Regions from separate parts of the Hordeum vulgare genome. Here regions 2 and 3 are each linked to region 1. Evidence: chromatin contacts called from public Hi-C data. All regions are on one chromosome and are shown on one strand. The core of a region is the stretch at or near the end of the contact, and the rest is flanking DNA. Distances in the headings are between cores, read along the strand shown.

What was found. Hi-C and Micro-C count contacts between places; a contact is called where the count stands out from the background.
Region 2: a contact with region 1 is called in a Hi-C map of seedling, with 2.8 times the contacts expected there. The contact joins the promoter of LOC123447385 here to the promoter of LOC123447395 in region 1. A contact is called at or near these places in 2 of 6 Hi-C or Micro-C datasets (leaf and seedling).
Region 3: a contact with region 1 is called in a Hi-C map of leaf, with 3 times the contacts expected there. The contact joins the promoter of LOC123447390 here to the promoter of LOC123447395 in region 1. A contact is called at or near these places in 3 of 6 Hi-C or Micro-C datasets (leaf and seedling) and 1 of 1 datasets of contacts at active chromatin or transcription factors (embryo).

The regions. Positions count from the first base shown.
Region 1 is chr4H:15,573,728-15,578,724 of MorexV3_pseudomolecules_assembly, reverse strand. LOC123447395 reads left to right here and starts at 2,066. Exons shown (of 8, transcript XM_045123991.1): 1 at 2,066-2,641; 2 at 2,894-3,135; 3 at 3,237-3,359; 4 at 3,807-3,923; 5 at 4,009-4,191; 6 at 4,288-4,429; 7 at 4,582-4,747; 8 at 4,831-4,997. The coding sequence starts at 2,326. The coding sequence ends at 4,849.
Region 2 is chr4H:15,063,982-15,068,978 of MorexV3_pseudomolecules_assembly, reverse strand. LOC123447385 (outer envelope protein 64, chloroplastic) reads right to left here and starts at 2,606. Exons shown (of 13, transcript XM_045123982.1): 1 at 2,219-2,606. The coding sequence starts at 2,424.
Region 3 is chr4H:15,126,576-15,131,572 of MorexV3_pseudomolecules_assembly, reverse strand. It overlaps LOC123447390 (DELLA protein SLN1), which reads left to right and starts at 3,110. Exons shown (of 1, transcript XM_045123987.1): 1 at 3,110-4,997. The coding sequence starts at 3,337.

The sequences.
Region 1 (4,997 bases), core at 817-3,316:
TGGAATGCGACCTCCTCAACAACCTCTCGGAAGAGCTGCATTTGACGTTCCGGATGACGTGCCCGACTAAAATGCTCGTTGCCATAGAGATTCTCATTGTAGTCTCCCATACTCAACCATGCTGTGTGTGGCATTGCAAACAAAAACCGCAGCAGGTTCCAACTTTGAATTCTGTTCTCCACTCTCGGTGCTCCGTAAAACCCTGTGAACCTCCATTCAACTGAGTCATGGTCACTTAAGAGCACCATAGTGTCAATATGGTCGATACTAAAACTTCTCAAGTCTACGGTGACGTCTTTAGACCAGAAGAGGCCAACACCTCCACTTACTCCATTGCTATCCACCGCAAAACAGCCCACAAAACCTAGCTGATAGCGTAGGTTCTCCACTCGTCTAGCCCTGATTTTGGTCTCCATTAAGAACAGTAGGGCGGGAGCTTCCTGCTTCACAATACTACGAAGCTCTCGAACTGCCTCGGGGTTCCCAAGCCCCCGGCAGTTCCAGCTTATGCACCTCATTGGGACTGGCAGGGCTGCACCGTAGCCTCTGTCGAGTTTGTTGGAGTTGGCTTTTTCTTCTTTGGAACTCTCTCTCCTTCCTTAGCCGCATCAGGATCCACCTCATTCTCATCCCCCTTCATACCTTGGTCACCTGTTGTTGCATCCACTGCCTCCGAACCATCAGTGATCAAGAGCTTTGATTCAGTAACACGACGGTAAGCCTGCTTGGGTACCTCCTTCCTCTTATTATTCATGCGGTTTTTCACTGGGGAATTTACTTCGGCAGTACCACCTTTCGCACTAGAGCTAGAGTTCTTGGACTCCCTCTGATTACTAGTACCAGAGTAGTGCTCCTTATTGGAGCTGTCACCAGACGACGCCTTCTTCCAGTCATCACTAGCCCGAAGCTTTGGCCCAAACGGTAGCTCTCCATTAGTGTCTCTAGGGCCCGGAGTAGAGCAGTAAATATCTGCATGCCCAAGTCGGTCGCAGGAGAAGCAGAAGTGGGGAACATGCTCATATTGTATGTCATACATGTCTACCTTCTTCCTTTTTGCTGAATCGATCTAGATCCACCTCCGGAGTGGCTTGCATACCTCAATTGAGACCCTTGCTCGCAGGAAGCCTTGTCAATCTGCTGAGCTATCAGCTTTCCTCATGCATCATTACGTAGATTGTACGGGAGATTTGGTACACGAGCCCATAAGCTGGGCCTGTCCAATTTAACTTCATCCGCCCGCATGCAGTCGTCGAACTCTGCCAAGACAACATCGTTCCTGCTAACGTGCCAGGGAGATCCCTCCCATATTCTATCTCTATCTCTTCGTGTCTCGAACTCAGCCACAAAGGTATTCTCCCCCATAAATCGAAACTGCAGACCTCTAGGGTTTCCCCAAGCCGGCTTAAGAGCCCCTGAGATTGTTTGGATGTGCAGCAGATTCTTGTGTAGAATCCTCCCCGCCAGGAGCCACTTAACCGGCTTATCATCTTCTGTGTCGTCGATCACAAGTGGTGTTGCTTCCTCATCGGTAATCGCCATCTTCCCTAGCGCCTCCTCTAGCTTCGCTCTTTCCGCTCGAGGGGAGTAGGGACCGGAGTTGTGCTGCGCGCCGCCGGGATTTGGGACCGAAGCCATCCCAGGGAAAACCCCCAGGGCGCACCGTCGTCGAGGAGACCGCGGCCGCCGTCCAAGTCCGTCGAAACCCTAATCGCCAGAGGGTTTTAGGGTTACGTGAAAAACTGATCACGTTTATACAGAGTTGACGGTGACCATCACTGCTGATGTGACATTAAACACAGTATTTAGGGTATTCTTCAGTCGGGTGACCAAAGTGAATTGGGTGATCAAGTAAAGTGACCGTGGATGAATTTATCTCCGGTTCGACGCCCCGTCCTCAACGTTAAACGAGAATCACATGCTGAATCGGGGGACACCTGTCCAAGGCTTCCTACCCCACGCGAGCGACGTCGTCGGCAACGAGTAGACCTTTCAATTCAACCCCATGCCATGTCACCGCACGACGACGGCGTTTTGCCTGGAAAACACGACCGGAGACTCGCAAGACACAAGATTTTACCCCGGCGAGCCGCCACCCACCACCGCGCGCGTCCGCTCCACAGAAAATAATGCATCTCCGTCGTTTTTCCGCCCGATTCCCCGCCCCCTCATCGCTACATTCACCACCCACGAGTTCCACACCTCCCTCCACTCCCCGGCGAAGCGGAGAATCCTCCCCCTCTCGCCGACTTCCCCAGACGCTTCCACACAGTGAAGTACTAGGACTGCTGCCTGCTCGCTCGCAGTAGCTGCAGCGGTGGTCGTGGCATGGCATCTTCCCTCGCGCCCGCGTCGTGCGCGCTGCCCCTGCATCCCAGGGCGGCCGCGGCGGCAGGCCCCTCCTGCCGCGTGCTGCTGCTCGCCGTCGCGGCGCCCCGCTCGGCCGCGTCGGTGCGCCGGGCGGGGATTCTCGCGCCGGTGCGGTGCTCGCCGCTCGAGGATCCCGGCAGGGAGGAAGGGAGGAAGGAGAAGGGCCGGGACGTGGGCAAGCGGGTGCGCGGGAGGCCCATGTGGAGGCGGATCCTGTTCGCCTCCAAGAAGACCCGCAGCATCATGATTCTCAACGCCCTCACCGTCATCTACGGTACACCTACACCTAGTACCTTTCTTCATCCCTCTCGAGTCTCCAGTTCGTACGATGCGCTCAAGGTGTTGAAAATGGCGGCGCCATGGGTTGACAGAAGCAACAGTTGTCCAATTGTTCAGTACTGCAAGTGCAGCTTAATTTGCTAGGACAAGAAGTCTGTGATCTGGAATTCAGTAGTAGTACAGTATGCAAGCACGAGCTCAGCGTTTGACTTGACGGCTTCCTTTTCCCCGTTCCTGTTTTCTGCAGCAAGTGATATCCCAGTTCTGAAAGAGGTTGAAGCCCTCACTGAACCTGCGGTTTTCAACATGGTGCGCTTCGTTATCGCAGCCATCCCCTTCCTGCCATTTGTGATACGGGCATTCGGAGATCGCCGTACACGAAATGGGGGACTAGAGCTAGGACTTTGGGTCAGTCTGGCGTACCTTGCCCAGGCAATCGGGTTGACCACATCTGAAGCTGGGCGAGCATCCTTCATCGCAGCCTTCACGGTACGCCTTCTCGCACCTTTTTTTTCTTCTTCTGTTGTAAACTTGTAATGGTGGAATTGGCAAATGTTTTTGTGGTGATACCTAAAGAATTATGTGAACAGGTGATAGTTGTGCCTCTGATTGATGGCTTTTTTGGAGCCTCCATCCCCATGCTGACTTGGTTCGGGGCCATTGTATCGATTATAGGGGTTGGCCTGCTAGAATGTGGTGGCTCTCCTCCTTGTGTAAGTACTAAGCATTGGTCTTGTTCCTTATGTAGTAGCGCTTGTTAGCTTATTTAGTTGGTCCCATAAGGCCTTGATCGGTTCCTTCAGATTTGAAGGGGTTTGGAGGGGATTGAGAGGGATTAAATCCCCTACAAGTCAAATTCCACCTAAATCCCCTCCAATCTTCTCCAATCCCTCCTGGGAGGGATTTACCGAACAAGGCCTAATGGATTTCAGAACCTAGTACAGCACTTCAAATGTCTTGTTTTGTGTAACTATCAACAGTGATACTCTAAATGAATATATATTATTTCCAATGGCAACGACCAACCAATTCAAAACAGTAGATCAGTTTGTTGACAAAAACTGAGTCCGTCTTTTCAAAGATTTGGTTACAACATATATCACGTGTCTTGACAAGGAATATAATTCTGATTTTTCAATCCTCTCGTGTTGTTTCCAAAGGTTGGTGACGTGCTGAATTTCTTGAGTGCGGTATTTTTTGGGATCCATATGCTTAGAACGGAGCAAATATCAAGAAGTACAGACAAGAAGAAGTTCATGGCTCTTCTTAGCTTTGAGGTTCATAACTAAATTGTGTACTTGCAGTTTCCGATATCATCTTTGTCACAAATGCAAACCATCTCACTGATCATCTACCATTCAGGTCCTTGTTGTGGCTTTCACCTCGATACTCTGGTTTTTGCTCAAAGATGCCTTTGTTGAGGTCCAAGATTCCGGCTTTGAAGCATGGACTTTTGGTACGCTATGGGATTCGGCGGCTTCTTTTCCTTGGATACCAGCACTGTACACTGGAGTCTTTTCAACGGGGTTATGCATGTGGGCAGAGGTTAGCCTGCTTTTTAGAACCTTGTAGTAGTACTATGAACAGTGTGGAGACTTGTTTAATTTACGAAATGATCTTATATTGTATGTCTATGCGCAGATGGTAGCGATGGCCCATGTTTCAGCAACTGAAACTGCAATTGTTTATGGGCTAGAACCAGTATGGGGAGCTGGATTCGCTTGGTTCCTCTTAGGTGAAAGATGGGACAATGCTGCATGGATTGGAGCTGCCCTTGTACTATGTATGCTTGATGCTTCTTTCAGCTTTATTCTGTGCTTTTGTAGTTGCATTTTGATATTCAGACAGACAATACCTTGACGAAAGTGTTCATATTAATCAATCACAACATAATCTTCAAGCCAACTGAATATATCTTGACATCCTTTTCTTCAGGTGGAAGCCTTACTGTGCAGCTATTCGGGTCGACTCCTGAAAAATCCCAGAAAGTTGAATCACCCAGCAGGAATACATTTGAACCCCCACTGAAACGGCAGGAACGCTTATCCCTGTCCGCTATCCCCGTCGATTCCAGGAAGAACATAGGGAGCCAATTAGAGAGGTAAAATCCAGCCTCTTGGTTGTCTCTTTTGTGCTGTCCTTAGCATATTTTAGTTTGCTCATTTTTTTTCATCTGTAAAACAGGAAGGATAAAACATTGTAGCCCAAGACCAGGGCAGTAATGCATCCTCCAAAGACAGGGTCAAGATCGAAACTGTATGTAAACCAAAACAAGCGGCCTTATATCTGGCACATGCTTTGGTTCATCAAGTAGATGCAAGTGACAAAGAAGGCTCGTTATTCCCATGATT
Region 2 (4,997 bases), core at 1,357-3,856, 510 kb after region 1:
TATGATTGCATATATCAATATAAGGATTTGTGATTGTTAACCGGGCCTGCCGCCCGGTAAGATTTACTGGTATGTTAAACTAAACATCAAATTGATATTACAAGATCTATCATGAAATATACTTTATAATGTACTATAATTACTTTCATACGAGGCAACATATTCATTGAAGTACTGGCTTGAAGACTTTCAATGTCCTAAAGGACATATTTTTGGATCAGGGAAGTATGCCACAAGCATATATTGATGCTTATTTATATAATACATTCAAGGATGGCTGCGAGGTACCAACCATCTATTCGGAATTTTGGATAAACAGCTTCCACCCGTGGCGACAGGGTTGCAGGGAAATAGCTTTTCCTCTAGGAAACACATATAGCCCATGACAAAATATCCAGAGAATACCTCAAGTACTAAAGTTCATTTTGGGCAACATTTAAAAGATAGGTGTTAGTTTTTTAGAATTGCTATAGCGCTATAGCAATTAACAAATACATCTACCTTTTAAAAGTTTAATTGTACATATTACAGTTACTGAAAGCTGATCCTATTTGCAATTATGCGGATTTTACTTTAGAGATATATAATTGTGGTTGATTTTTGCCCACAAATAGGGCCAATAACTACTTCAGGCAAAGGAGTCAGCGGACCATAAAGAGTAGAATATGAAAAGCTAGGACCATTTTAAACAGAACAAAGAAGGTCAGCATTTTAGGCTTTGAGTTGGTCCAGGTGAGAAAATGTTCTGAAAACTATGAAACTATGGTGTTATCAACATAATCAATCCATATGTTTGTTGAAGAACTTAATAATTAAGTCTCCGTTCATTTTATCAAACAGGGCACAAGCATGTGTGCCGCAATGATTTCACAACAGCATCACCAAACTGAATTTTAAGTTTTAAAACACAAGTCATGAGTCACCCCACAAGCCCTCACCATTGGGAAACAAAACCACGCACAGTTACAGCCTTAGATTTTAAAAACGAAAACGCCTTTAGTTGATTAAGGAAGTTCAAGAAAATTGTTTAGAATCTGGAAATCTGTTGATGTTCAAGTATCACCAATGTCAGAAAACAGAAATGTCGCTTCAAATGTCACTTCATGGTAGAGTCATTGACATGCCAGTAAACAAATTCAAAGCAAAATGTGATTTAAAGACTAAGAACAAATACCAAACCATCTCCACTAGTTCTTTTTTTTCCTGAGTAGCACCCCAAATTTGTTTGAGGATTTAAATCTGGCAGATAAGAAATTACGAGTATCTAACAGGGTGTTAAGTATGTTTCTACAAGAGGCTGCTTATGGAAAAGAGAGAGTGGAAGGTCAGGATGCAACTGAGCATGTTAGCATCAACAGATGACTGCCGCAAGTCCCAATGCTTGCCACATTAGCAACTCTTCAACGGATAACGGGGAAGATTGTTTCAACAATCACCAACGAGCACATAAACCAATATGTTCGGTGGAGGAAACTGAAGGGGTGAAGTTCACCCCCTACCAAAAATGTGCTTCTGAAACCAGCAGTAGATGCCTAAATTAGTCTGTCCTATAAATAGTTTGTGATCTTCCCTCAACCTCAATCTTAACTCCCAAAATTCGCTCTAGCAACTCATAATTGGCATGGCAAACCTAACAAGATAAATTTCATGAAGAAAAGGTACTATGACTCATTATTATTATGTCAGATATTGTATTGTCTATGGATTCTAGCGCCTTGTAGTATAATAAACCACACCACGAGCCAGGATGCATGCTGAAACTACTGAGCTGCCTAGTTCTAGCGTAGTAGATTGTTGGGTAACTGTGATAGATAATACCATAACTGTTGTATCTAATACTACCAACATTCATGTGCTCTTGCAGGGCACTGTTTTCCTTTTTGGCGTCGGCCATTAAAAAGTTGGAAAGTCATCCACGAAGCTGTCCCATGCGAGGCAGAGGCATTAGAGTCATTCAAACGGCAAAGAAACAATTCAGCACATACAATGCATCAATGGTTCCATGCTGAGCAAATCCCATCACCACGACCGACTGGTAACCAGCAGCACAAATCCAATCCCCGTAAACAACAATACCGAATTAACGCTGGCGTGGCGCGATCGAATCATCACCCAAGCTATGCTAAACAAGTCGCCCCCTGCCTAACCCAATCCGGGCTAGAACCTGTCGCCGGCCAAACACGAAGGGGGGAGGGAGGGAGGGGGGGCGAGAGCTTACGCGTCGGCGATGGCGAAGCAGAGGTCGGTGAGGGGGTGGCGTGCCTGGGGCGGCGGGGGCTGGGGAGGCGGCAGGAGCTCGAGGCGCGACACGAAGGCGCCGTGGTCCGGGCGGGCCGGCCGCTTGAGCCGCTTCGCCGCCAGGAGGACGCCGGCGATGCCGAGGCCCAGCAGCACCCAGAGGTTGGCGGCCGTCGAGGACGCCATGCGCCTGTGTAGCGGGCCGTACGCTCCGAGCGGGCGGGGGAGAATTCGAGGGCTAGGGTTTTTAGGGGGCGGGGGCGGGGGCGGGGGTTTTGAGGCGAGGGCGGTGGGGAGGAGGAAGACGGCGAGAGGCCCGGAAGGAGAAGGCGGCTGCGTGGTGGATGGATAACAAGCGCCGTGGGGGTCCCGTGGGCGCTGTTGGCTTCGCGGAGGAGCTATATACCACGGGCGACACCAAAGCTGAAATTCCTTCCAACAGAGGAACATCTCTTGTCTACCGAAAGGAAAACCTAGGTGATGGGAGTTTTCCGGTGAATTTTGAAAACCTGGTTTGCTTGCTTTTTCGCTTGAATTTCAAAGGGAACATTTTAGTTTCTTCATAAGCCTTTTTTACGGGAAGAACTTTTGATCTATTCATCGGCACCGGAGGTAGCGTAACTTACCATCTAGCAGCGACTACAATTATTGAAAAATCACGCACTCTAAGACCTCTTTCAACGCAAATGTGCTTAGATGAGGTGCTACGTGTATTCAATGTCTTAGATGAGTTGTGCCTATTTGGCAGACTTAGCACTCGTACTCCCTTCGTTTTTGTCTACTCTGCATATTAGAGTTGACTACAGTCAAATTAAATAAAGTTTGACTAAGTTTATAAAAAAAAATACTTACCGTAACAAATTCATATAATGTGAAAGTAAATTCAATAATGTATCTAATGGTATTGATTTGTTATTGTATATGTTAATATATGTGTCTATAAACTTTGTCAATGTTTATAAAGCTTGACTTTGACCAAAGCTAATGCGTCGAGTAAGTAAAAACGAAGAGAGTACATGATGAAGCATTGGGAGAAGCCTAAATGGTTCTAATCCGATAAAGTAAATACACTTTATCTTTTAAAAGCACTTGTATTGCTCATTTGTGTTGAAGTCAAAACTCTGTGAGCCATTTGATGGCAAATTATGGCAAGGGCGCAAGGCTCAAGGTCACATTGCCATTTGGTTAGGGTTAGCACCCGCTAAGGCCATCACACTTTGCCAAACTAAATGTAACCTTGCTATGTACTCTAAAAATATGTAACCTTTCTAACTGGGCAATACAAGTATTTTTTGGAAAAAAAGTATATGGGATGCCTTTACAATGCAAGAAGTAGCGGAGCTAGAGATGTGTTTGGTTGCCTCCACTAGGCCCAACCAGGCCCGCGCGGAATGAATATGGGCTGTTTGGTAGCATGCATTCACTGTTTGACCCGCATAGCACGAACCTCAAAGCACCTCTCAGCCAGGCCCGCTGGGAACGGTCGAATCGGCTGTTTTTTGCGAGCTAGGCTTGAGCGATGCAGGGGAGGGGAACGCCACACCGGCCACACAGGGGAGGGTGATGGCGAGAGCGATGGCGCATCTTCGAAAAAGCAGCGCGACGAATTTGAGTCACCGCCCGCCGATTCGGTCACCCTATATATCGAGGGTGACCGCGGCGGCAAAACTCCCTCCACCATTTCCCCCCTCTCGAGCTTTCCTCCGACGCGGATCCGTTTCCATGATGAGGTAAGCGGTGCAACAACTCCGACGACCGGTGACTGCGGCGGTGGGTCCTCCTCCTCCTCTCCAACGTGCCAGGCGCCTCCTCCCCGGTCGTTCCGATGGCATGTGTAAGTTCAATCATCACCTCCTCTCTTTACTAGTTCTAGCTAGATCTTTCCATATGGTAGGGTTAGGCCGTCTGATCTGTTTGACTGTGATGTTCTAGCAGCTAGTTGTGATGGATTTGGAGCATGCTGGGGGTTGTTTCCATGTGGGCAAGTGTTGGTAGCTAGTAGTCATGGATGTTTTGCTGGTAGCGTGCAAGTGTTGGACAAGATCATGACGCTTACATTTGTAGGATATGACCACACAAATGCAAGAGATTAGTCAGGCCCTCGTGCTGCCCGAGAGCCAATTTTCGTCATCCTGTGTCGAGGACTCCCGGCCTCCTATGGAACAAATGCCTCTTGATTCAGAGGTTTTCGAGGTGCCGCCTACGGTTCGTTCATTTGTGCTAGTTGAGCCCAATGTTGTTGCTCACTTATGACCCACAAGTGTAGGGGGTCTATCGTAGTCCTTTCGATAAGTAAGAGTGTCGAACCCAACGAGTAGCAGAAGGAAATGACAAGTGGTTTTCAGCAAGGTATTCTCTGCACGCACTGAAATTATCGGTAACAGATAGTTGTGCGATAAGATAATTCATAACGGGTAGCAAGTAACAATAGTAATGTTAGAGCATATATCTCCATACGTGGTTTTGGTAATTGATGACAATTCCTATGGACTAATGGTTGCCTTAAGTTATATTTATAGGATTTGTCCATAGGCACTTCTTGAAGTCCATCTGTTGGGTTCAAGGAGTTTATATGATGACCAAGGTGGTATTCAAGGTATTATCCAAAGAATGGTCATAGAGACACAAGGTTGATCAAGATCTCAGACAAAGAGTAAATCAAGATGATCAACACACAAAGCGTACAAGATGTACCGAGAGGGATCAAGTGATCCCATGGTATGGTAAGCATTGTCCATTACGTGTTTGTGTACTAACCC
Region 3 (4,997 bases), core at 1,861-4,360, 450 kb after region 1:
AAAATATGCTGCTGACTATATCTCCACCTTCCACTTGGGGTAACCAACGAGGGGCGAGAAGTATATCCATCAACTCGTCATCAACCAGCTTCACCACCGTTAGTATATCTCAACCTAGTCCAAGTAGCATAGCAACTTGCTGCTTGGTAGCAAAGTTCTTGTCACTAGGGCTGCCAAAATTGACTTCGCATGCAATGCGTCTTCCAGCAATGCCCCTTCTTCCTGCACTTGCTACATTCCTCTTCATCTCAAGATATTCCCTTCTATCCTGAGCTGCACCAAATGCATCAACAACAACATTACCAACAAGAACCCTAGTTTCAATCAGATGTTGCACATATTCTAGCTCCCAGCGCTAGAAATAACAGGCCACCTGCCAATTAAAGCAATGGCATGTATGAAATTGATCAGTTAGATGAAAAGGTTGATTAAATAGAATAACAATAAATCCAAACTGTTCAATTGCTGTTAGAGTTCAGTTATCTGAAACTGTATATCTGTAAATGCTCAGTCAAGTCTCTAAACGTTCCTCCACCCCAATCATACAAGCGAATCAATAAAGCAAATCAAGCATCTAATACTAGGAATCAAGCAATCAACCATTATCATAGCAAATATAAGCAAATCAAACATTATGAGAGCAAACCTTATCAGAGCAATCAAATCATATAAGCAAATCAAGCATTACCAGAGCAGGAGAGGTGGTCACATCAAACAGGGAGTATGAGGTGGTCAAATCATGCTTATAGTGTGCTTCTTGCACTTGTAGAACACCCGACCATCATGTTCCTCGATGGTAGAGAGGTAGAAGGTGACGGGGTCGCCACAATCAGGGCACCCGATCAATGGGACATCGACGACGCGACCGCGCAGTCCAGAGCGGACGGAATTGGAAGACGACATGACGGTGATGGCCCTTGACGGAGTGATTTACGATGGCGGTGGCAGCAGCAACAGTTGATGATACGGCGACAACGGAGGCCGAGGGGTGGATGTGATGGCGGGAACAATGAACGACACTAGATGCGACAGCGGCCAGTGGATGCGGCAACGTCTGCTTGCCGATGACGGGGGAGGTTGGCCTTTGGGGTTTGACAGAAGCGAGGGGGAGAGGAGTTGGCGGTGGGGAGCGAGCCGACAAGGGGAGTGAGAGGTGCGGAAGCGGTCCGACCCGGTGGGGTGGTGGGTGTTAATACGCGGTGTTTTGCGAAACCCCCATGATTTAAAAGCAGGAAAGAAACATCGGTGCGAAAGAATGTGTACGTGATGATTCCACCCAACCTTTCCAATGTGGGCCTCCTCTTAATAGTATGATTTTCCTATGACTCAAGTCCAACGAAAATGAAACGCACGAAAGAACTTCACTCTAAACCACCGAGGGACATGAATCGTCTTGTGCCATATGAAGTAATATCAGACAGGCTTAGTGCACACGATTGGTCTGCAAATGCATTGTCATCAATCATCAAAACCACTAGGGTAGAAATATGCCCTTACACATGGATAGGTGAAATGTTGCTTGTTAGATTTGATCATCGAAAGACAAGCGAGGACATCTTCGATTCACATGATTCTAGAAACGGATAAGTTAGGGCACCTTTGATTCACACGGTTCAAGAAAACCCATTTTTGTATTGGAAAGTTATGTCCCATTTGAATCATACAATGTACTTTATTTGGTTGCATCGCCAAAAAAAACACATATTCTTTTCAAGAGTTTCGAGTGGAGGCTAGTATTCTTATGGAATGAATACAGGTGAATCTTTGTTAAACATTCCTATGGAATCCAATCCAACAAATTAGACGACCAACATGGAAATAATTCTTATGATTAAAATATTCTTTGAATCAAAGAGGCCCTTGACAATTCAAGAAAAATGACACTTCAACACAACTCTTGAAAGAGATTTTCCCATCGACTAGTGATTGAGCAGCTATATTTTTTGGTAACACTACCACTCTCGCAACAAAGGTACCACATAATATGAGATTGTCAATAAGATTACTAATTTCAACAATCTGTTTTCCATGAACATATTTATTAAATGCCCGGTAATAGAGCAGCTGCATTTTTCATTCTACCGAATGTGCACTTGTATTTTTTCACGAAAAAGGCCCAAAAAATGCCATATATCCAGCAAAACAGACCCTCATAAAATCGCCCATACATAAATTTTAAAAAAAATGCATCAAATGTGTTTCGGTGTTGATGCCTCCTTCCTACGTCCACTGGTACAATGCAACGAGGAGCAAAAATGCCACACCTACATTATCTACTCCCTCCGTTCCTAAATATAAGACCTTTTAAAGATTACACTATAGACTAGGTACGAAGCAAAATGAGTGAATCTACATCCTAAAATATGACTACATCATCCGTATGTAGTTCATAGTGGAATCTCTAAAATGTCTTATATTTAGGAACGGAGGAAGTATCACGTAAGAAATTGTGTACGTGTAGCAAAGCTCGGTACCGTCTTCGGTGCGAAAGATCGTACTAGTAGTAAGCAAAAAAACGCAACGTTCTCCATCGCCTGTGCATTGCCCTAGAAGTCCATACCAAAAATGCTAGACATACAAAGAGTTACATAAGGTTACAGGCTGACTAGGATTCTTTCTTTCTAACTAACCGTCCCCCTTGATTTTCAACGGGCTGGGGCCCTCATTTCCCTTAATCTTCAATCAAAATTCATCTTTTTTAAAAACCTATGTAAACTTATGTATGTGTAGCATCATTGAAGTCCATATAGCAAACCTCAAATACAGCTCACGATCTCCACGTGTTGCTGCAGCAAGGCCACAGGCCAGGCCACACATCCGCAGCGCACGGAGACGGGGGGGAGGTCGACGTACCGGAGCGGAGCCCAATCTCACGCCTTTTTTTTTAATTGTGTGGGAATTTCTGGGGTGGTGGGCACAAGATTTGTAACTGGATGGCGAAGCTTGTCTGGTGATAAAGATGGGCGCGAGCGAGCGAGCGACGAATCCGTCCGTCCGATCCAACGCTGTGCGCGTGTTGGCCCCCGCCCGCCAGCGACCCACACACACACACGCGCCACCACCACACCACTATGCCCAGATGCCTTCCCCTCCCATCACCCGATGCCGTCTCGCAATCTCCTCCCTCCCCCCCTCCCCTACAACTACTCCCAGTTGCTCCCGCTGCCGCTCGCTCGCTGCTTTGCCAGTTTGCCCGCTCGCTCCCCTCCTCCTCCCCCCTTTCCCAACCCTGGATCCAAATCCTGACCCTCCCCGCACCCGAAACCGAGGCAAGCAAAAGCTTCCCGCGATTATTGGCTAGGTAGAGAGCGAGGTAGCTCGCTCGCGGCGAGGATCATGAAGCGCGAGTACCAGGACGGCGGCGGGAGCGGCGGTGGGGGTGATGAGATGGGGTCGTCGAGGGACAAGATGATGGTGTCGTCGTCGGAGGCGGGGGAGGGGGAGGAGGTGGACGAGCTGCTGGCGGCGCTCGGGTACAAGGTGCGGGCGTCCGACATGGCGGACGTGGCGCAGAAGCTGGAGCAGCTCGAGATGGCCATGGGGATGGGCGGCCCCGCCCCCGACGACGGCTTCGCGACCCACCTCGCCACGGACACCGTCCACTACAACCCCACCGACCTCTCCTCCTGGGTCGAGAGCATGCTGTCCGAGCTCAACGCGCCGCCGCCGCCCCTCCCGCCGGCCCCGCCGCAGCTCAACGCCTCCACCTCTTCCACCGTCACGGGCGGCGGCGGATACTTCGATCTCCCGCCCTCTGTCGACTCCTCCAGCAGCACCTACGCCCTGCGCCCGATCATCTCGCCGCCCGTCGCGCCGGCCGACCTCTCCGCTGACTCCGTCCGGGACCCCAAGCGGATGCGCACTGGCGGCAGCAGCACGTCGTCTTCGTCCTCCTCGTCGTCCTCGCTCGGCGGTGGTGCCGCCAGGAGCTCTGTGGTGGAGGCTGCTCCGCCGGTGGCGGCTGCGGCTGCTGCGCCCGCGCTGCCGGTCGTCGTGGTCGACACGCAGGAGGCCGGGATTCGGCTGGTGCACGCGCTGCTGGCGTGCGCGGAGGCCGTGCAGCAGGAGAACCTCTCGGCCGCCGAGGCGCTGGTGAAGCAGATACCCTTGCTGGCAGCGTCGCAGGGCGGCGCGATGCGCAAGGTCGCCGCCTACTTCGGCGAGGCCCTCGCCCGCCGCGTCTTCCGCTTCCGCCCGCAGCCGGACAGCTCCCTCCTCGACGCCGCCTTCGCCGACCTCCTCCACGCGCACTTCTACGAGTCCTGCCCCTACCTCAAGTTCGCCCATTTCACCGCCAACCAGGCCATCCTGGAGGCGTTCGCCGGCTGCCGCCGCGTCCACGTCGTCGACTTCGGCATCAAGCAGGGGATGCAGTGGCCGGCCCTTCTCCAGGCCCTCGCACTCCGTCCTGGCGGGCCCCCTTCGTTCCGCCTCACCGGCGTTGGCCCCCCGCAGCCGGACGAGACCGACGCCCTGCAGCAGGTGGGCTGGAAGCTCGCCCAGTTCGCGCACACCATCCGCGTCGACTTCCAGTATCGCGGCCTCGTCGCCGCCACGCTCGCGGACCTGGAGCCGTTCATGCTGCAGCCGGAGGGCGAGGAGGACCCTAACGAGGAGCCCGAGGTAATCGCCGTGAACTCAGTCTTCGAGATGCACCGGCTCCTCGCGCAGCCCGGCGCCCTCGAGAAGGTCCTGGGCACGGTGCGCGCCGTGCGGCCGAGGATCGTCACCGTGGTCGAGCAGGAGGCGAACCACAACTCCGGCTCATTCCTGGACCGCTTCACCGAGTCCCTGCACTACTACTCCACCATGTTCGATTCTCTCGAGGGCGGCAGCTCCGGCGGCCCGTCCGAGGTCTCATCGGGGGGTGCCGCTCCTGCCGCCGCCGCCGGCACGGACCAGGTCATGTCCGAGGTGTACCTCGGCCGGCAGATCTGCAACGTGGTGGCCTGCGAGGGCACGGAGCGCACAGAGCGGCACGAGACACTGGGGCAGTG